Regions from separate parts of the Gadus morhua genome. Here region 2 is linked to region 1. Evidence: chromatin contacts called from public Hi-C data. All regions are on one chromosome and are shown on one strand. The core of a region is the stretch at or near the end of the contact, and the rest is flanking DNA. Distances in the headings are between cores, read along the strand shown.

Region 1 (3,060 bases), core at 76-2,575:
AACATCTCCTCCGGGTCGTTACTGTCCACGCGCCCATCCTCTTTGTCCTCGTCGTCCGAAGAGCTACATGATAGGCAAGGATACGCACACACACACACACACACACACACACACACACACACACACACACACACACACACACACACACACACACACACACACACACACACACACACACACACACACACCGGAAACCACTGCATTTCTTACAGTGTTTTCGCAGTACATTTTACAACTAAAGTGCCGCATTGTTAGTTAAACATTGCCCGGTTCGCGTCTCGTCTCTCAGATCAACGTGAGGATTAAATGTCAGTGTAATGGTGTTTTCAATTGATTCGTCGACCTGTGATGGAAGGCTGGCTACAGGCTTCGGCGCAGAACAGATGTATGTAATCTGTCTGACGGGTATACATTCTGGTGGACAAGGATTATTTTTTTCAAATTGTTGTTTACAATTCTGTAACTCAATGTTGAGCATTCAAATTACATTCACTCATGAATCACAACATTTCGTTAGTTAAAATGGTTTAATGGCAATGCAAACATTGAGGTTTTAATTTGTTCAAAAGCAGTTTTGAAAAAAAATATGTGGTCTAATAGATATATTAAATCGAAATAAATATCTGAAAATAAAAATAACTTGAGCATAACTTGAACTATATGTGGTAATCTTGAGAACAGCAGTTTGGAAACAGGTTACAAAAACCTACAGAGTGATGAGTGTAGGCGATGTGGCCAAATAACATTGGGCAAACACTTTTCTCCCGAACAATTTAGCACTTTATAAACGTGCATTGTTTAGCCATTTTTTCCAAAGATGTCCACAGGTAGACTATTGACATTGGGATTTGAACCCAAATCCTAGCTTAAGCACCAGTCTATGCCACCCTACTTAAGTTAAACACAGGCACTCACTCTTTCATTCACTCACTCACTCACTCACTCACTCACTCACCCGTGCTGTTGGTCCTGGTAGTGGGAGTAGATCCTCCTGGAGTTCTTCCTCACACTCTTGTGTCTCCTGGCGGTGGCCCTACCGATCGTCGCCACTGGCTGGGACCCCCCGCTCATCCTGAGATCCCCTCAAAGTCTGTGTGTGTGTTCACTGTCTCACCATCTCTATCCACTGTTCCATTTAGTTGCCCTGTTGCTAGTGTGAGTGTGCGTCTCTGTGTGTGTGTTTGTGTGTTAGTGTATGTGTGTGAGCTTCCCTCTCCCTCTACCGGCAAACTAACTGGTCTGACAGAGGGTACAGTGAGTGTGTCTTCAGGAAAAAGTGGGGTGTGGGTGTTTGAGGGTGTGTGTGTGTGTGTGTACCTGCTGCTGGCTCATTGGTGCATCCCCACACATCACAGCGGTACTGGATGGGACGCACGCCTGCTTCACTCCAATCACAGCCTGACCGACCTCTTAAAGGCACAGCCCCAGGGAGCCCCGAGGACTGGCAATCTGCTGCAGGCGTCCACACACACACACACACACACACACACACACACACACACACACACACACACACACACACACACACACACACACACACACACACACACACACACACACACAGACAAACACACACACACACACGTACGCACACACACATACACCACACATGTACGCGCACACACACACACACACACATACACGTACGCGCACACACACACACACACAAACACACAAAAGTATACGCACACACACACGTACGCGCACACACACACACACACACACAAAAACACACACACACACACACACACACACACACACACACACACACACACATGTACCCGCAAGCACACACATGCACACACACACACACACACACAAAAACACACGCACGCATACACACACACACACATACACACGCACACACACACTAACACACACACACAAAATCTTTTTTCTGAATTTGGATAATTAAATCATGACTTTAACAGGAACGGTCAGGTCATATTATATTTTATTCTGATATTTTATTGTGAATTCTATTTACTTTCGGATTCACAGACTCTACAAATATCTACAAACCTCGCCACCAACAACGGATCATATTGTCATACAGATTTGACAATATGATCCGCGGTGGTGCACATAGTGCACGACCAAACTCCATCAAGAAAATACAATAACCTCCAGGTTTTATCGGGACAAGGCATCATATTTAACAAAGTTTATTGAACAACACCTGCATTGTGCACTTTTATGTGTTCAACCTTAGGGTGTGATGAAAAATACATCCCATCAAACGTAAAAAAGAAGCTTCCGTTGGCAGGGGGACGCGTGTCTTTCCTGGACTGCAGAGGAAGTACAGCCCATAATATGATAATGTACCATATGTTCTGTTCTGGGGACTGGCTCTAGGCAGGACATGACCATACCAGAGGAATAATTACAGCTGAACGACCGGCAGACATCAGGATGTGTAAACTAAGGTCTGCTGGAGCAGACCAGAGGATGGTCAGAGAACAGAGGTCTTTAAACTACAAGGAATATTGGAGGAGCTGTTCTTTGTTACCATATCATCACTGACAGAAGCAGTTCTGTGTGTAAAATAATTACACACAAATGAATGAAAGCATGAATAGATTAGAGTAGACAACAGTCTCAACAAATACATTTTAAGGACTATAGTCCTTAAAAAGGACTATAGTCCTTTTTAAATCCAATGCCAAAAATGACTTATATTATCCACAATGGCCTTCAACTATTAACAAAGAAAATAATAATAGTATTACACAGTCTGCTGCGCGCACACACCTATGACGGTCAGTTCCAATACAATCCAGAATCTAAAATCTTCCAGCACCTACTAATGGTGTTTCTTCACATGATAGCAGCATTTCAGCAGCTCCCCAATGAACCAATAATGTCCCACGTGTCTATAAGCAATACAGTACAGATAATCGCCATGTAGATAGGAGAGGCTCCTATTGGATTACCAGAAGGAGACGCTATCAGTCAGATACTGCAGCTTCCTCTTATCAATACACAGTGATTCGATTATGCGGAGCTTTGATTGTTCGTCAAGTGATCTGTCGTCCACCGGCTTCCAGGGGCTGTAAACTG
Region 2 (3,216 bases), core at 658-3,157, 170 kb after region 1:
CGATTAATCGCCCAGCGCTAATATATACGGTGGTTAGATTGTCATCTCCTAGCCAGAAGCGAGGTATCTATTGGGTTCCCCCCAGGGGATTTAGTGCTTAGTAGGACTGCCAACGACTTATGATTTTCTTTCTTTTTAAGGGCCACTTTTAAGCTGATAGTCAACTAACCCTCAAAGAAACAGAGTTAACATTGTTCTACCTTACAGATAATCCAAAACTGTAACAATTATTTTTTTTACGATAATAAGCCATCTTTTTACAGAATTGACAAAGCAGTTTTTACAACTTATAACTGCAAACAACTTGTACATATAAACAAGCAATTGCATTGGAGCTTGACAGCTGACCAAACAAATGAATTGAATAAAACATGCGTTTGTGTCCAGTGCGTCTGGATGTTTGGAGCTCCATCCGGGGGTGCGGTTATTCCTAATAGTGGTGTCCGGGAGGGTTAACCAAGCCTCTTCAGATTGACTAATGGTTAGTCGACCATTAGAGTAGCTCTATTGTTTACCTGTCAAAGTTCATCAGTGTGAGCATGTATACCCTTTATAAACTTTAACTGACCTGACTCCATTCCATAATAACTAAGTAGGTAAAGGTAATCTGTGAATTGTTTGCTGTTTGACGGCCCACGGCAGCAACTCCTACCTGTGGACAGACTCCCTCCACTGCATCCACGATGACGATGGCTCCATCACACAGACGCACGGCAGTGGACACCTCCGAGGAGAAGTCCACATGACCGGGTGAGTCGATTAGGTTCAACAAGTACTCCTTCTCGCCTGGTGAGAGCATGCACACACAACAGCAGATAATGGGAAAACATTCAAAATAGTACGTTTCAAATTCTAAGCTACCAATATTTACATGTTGGATCTCTAAAAAGTTCACAATGATGAGACACAATCTTTTTACAGTAGATAGTAGTTTAGTTTTATTTCATCATTACTTTATAATTCCTTTGTGGTTTGAATGTGCAGATAAAATAAAGTCCTCTACCAATAGCATTAGTCACAGGCATACCATGGTGCATACTCACCAAACGCATAGTGCAGAGATATGGCACTGGATTTCATGGTTATTCCTCTGAGCTGTTCATCTTCCCTGCTGTCTAGGTACCTCAACTGTAAACACAAAAACAACTTTAGGAGCAATAGAAATAGACAGATAGCCAGACAGAGACAAAAATAGCAGAAGAGGAACATGTTTTTTGGGGGGGTTATAATGAGTTTGCTATTTAAGAAATTCTAACAATAAGTGCCATTTAGAACATACCTTCCCAGCAAGGCGACTTGATATAATGCCGTTGCTGGCCACCAAGCAATCAGCTAGGGTGGTTTTACCTGTAGATATTCAACACGTTTTTAGGTGTTCAATAGGTTTTATTAAGGTGACAGTTACATAAAATTCACTACAAAATAACGTTACAACTTTCCATTCCTATAGTCACACATTAGACAGTATACTCACCATGGTCAACATGTGCCAGAATACAGAGGTTTCTGATGTTAGCAGGATTTTTCTGTAGGGCAATGATCTTGTCGAGGCCTTTGTGGCCCATGATTACATACCTAAACAGATCATTTATCATGTCAAAAACAATAATGTCATTACTTGGATAGTGTAAATGTACCTGTTTTTCGACTTGCAATAGGCTGAATAGAAAACTTATGCAAATTCTACGGTTGTCTTAATTCAAACAACGTGTATTCCGATACTAAATACGTCCAATAATAATAGTAATACAACAGAGAGTTGCCTTGTGTGTACATTTTGACAGGTAACCTACGCAGAGGCTACAGATAACACTAGCTTAGCTCGCTAAAGAGCACCACTTCATGAATAACATGCTACTGTACCAACCAAAACGTATCTCCACACATACGTTTTCAAGTACCCAAACAAAACGTATAGACAAACTCTCTCATGTCATCAGAATAAACACATTCTATTGGCAAACATGTGGACAAGTTTCGACTCACGTTGCTTCCCCGGAAGTTCAGTACACAGTGCTCGACCCTCAAACTACGCCCCTTGGCTGATGCGTCATGACGTTACGTCGGGATCAGGACGCTAGCCGGTTGCTAGGACACCAGCTGCCTCCAAGGCAACGGAATTGTTGAGCACAAGTTCACGGGCTGTTGGGGAAAATGAAGAAGTGTGTTTGTGAGCTCTGTAACTGTGGGTATGTACTTCTATTATATATACATACATAATACTCTGTAGTTGACTGTGATGACACACTCCCATGTAGTTAAAAGGTCAATGTCACTTTCTGAAGGTAAGCCGGTGTGTCAATAATTGTTGCCATTCAAACGTAAACTCCCCAAAGCCAAGTTAACCTGAAGGGACTTTTATTAGGATTTAGTAAGAAATAATTGTAAATATAGAAAAATATGTATAATTGAATTAGTCTGTCTTTGCTGCATTTGGCCTCAACCTGGCCAGAGTAGATACCCTCCTACTTAATGTTACATGACAACCATCCTCTTGCCAGTCAAATATAAACCCATAGGCATAATGGCTTAATTGACTTTTCTATGCTCCCCTGTAGACGGCACCGTTGCCCACACAAGCCCACATCTCTCTATGGCAAAGGGAACACAACAACATGTGATCTGACAGAGTACTCGGAGCGGTTCCCAGTGTACACGGGTCTGTACAACCCTCCCAACAGCATGAAACCCAAGCCAGAGATAGACACAGATAAGAAGAGAATGGACGGCACTACGACGTTCAAGTAAGTGTTAGGTCAGGTCTGCTATTAGCAGAAGCCCTGGTCTTGGCCTGAGATTGTGAAACCTGAGACCTGAGTTCACCTGTAATATATTGTCCTGCTTCCTTTCACCCGTCAAGGGCTCTCTCTCTCTCTCTCTCTCTCTCTCTCTCTCTCTCGCTCGCTCGCTCGCTCGCTCGCTCTCTCTCTCTCTCTCTCTCTCTCTCTCTCTCTCTCTCTCTCTCTCTCTCTCTCTCTCTCTCTCTCTCTCTCTCTCTCTCTCTCTCTCTCTCTCTCTCTCTCTCTCTCTCGCTCGCCTTCATTGCATCAAATATAAATATTATATAAATAATAAATAAATAATAAATAATAGACCAAAGACAATTGAGGTAACAAGACTTTAAGTAAACTAACATTAATGCTAGGGGCTCGAATCAAACTTCATTAATATTCCACTGGATACATTCTTTCAACAGGAAGCCATGTTTGTGTGAGT

Evidence for each region. A called contact is a pair of places that touch in the nucleus more often than the background predicts.
Region 2: a Hi-C map of blood shows a contact between it and region 1, with 5 times the contacts expected there. The contact joins the promoter of efl1 here to the promoter of tmc3 in region 1. A contact is called at or near these places in 4 of 6 Hi-C or Micro-C datasets (blood, gill, gonad and 1 more).

The regions. Positions count from the first base shown.
Region 1 is chr14:6,650,972-6,654,031 of gadMor3.0, forward strand. tmc3 (transmembrane channel like 3) reads right to left here and starts at 1,326. Exons shown (of 22, transcript XM_030376312.1): 1 at 956-1,326; 2 at 1-63. The coding sequence starts at 1,071.
Region 2 is chr14:6,822,833-6,826,048 of gadMor3.0, forward strand. It overlaps efl1 (elongation factor like GTPase 1), which reads right to left and starts at 1,908. Exons shown (of 24, transcript XM_030376928.1): 1 at 1,890-1,908; 2 at 1,475-1,575; 3 at 1,280-1,347; 4 at 1,044-1,128; 5 at 653-786. The coding sequence starts at 1,565. It overlaps saxo2 (stabilizer of axonemal microtubules 2), which reads left to right and starts at 2,073. Exons shown (of 8, transcript XM_030377084.1): 1 at 2,073-2,189; 2 at 2,559-2,744. The coding sequence starts at 2,155.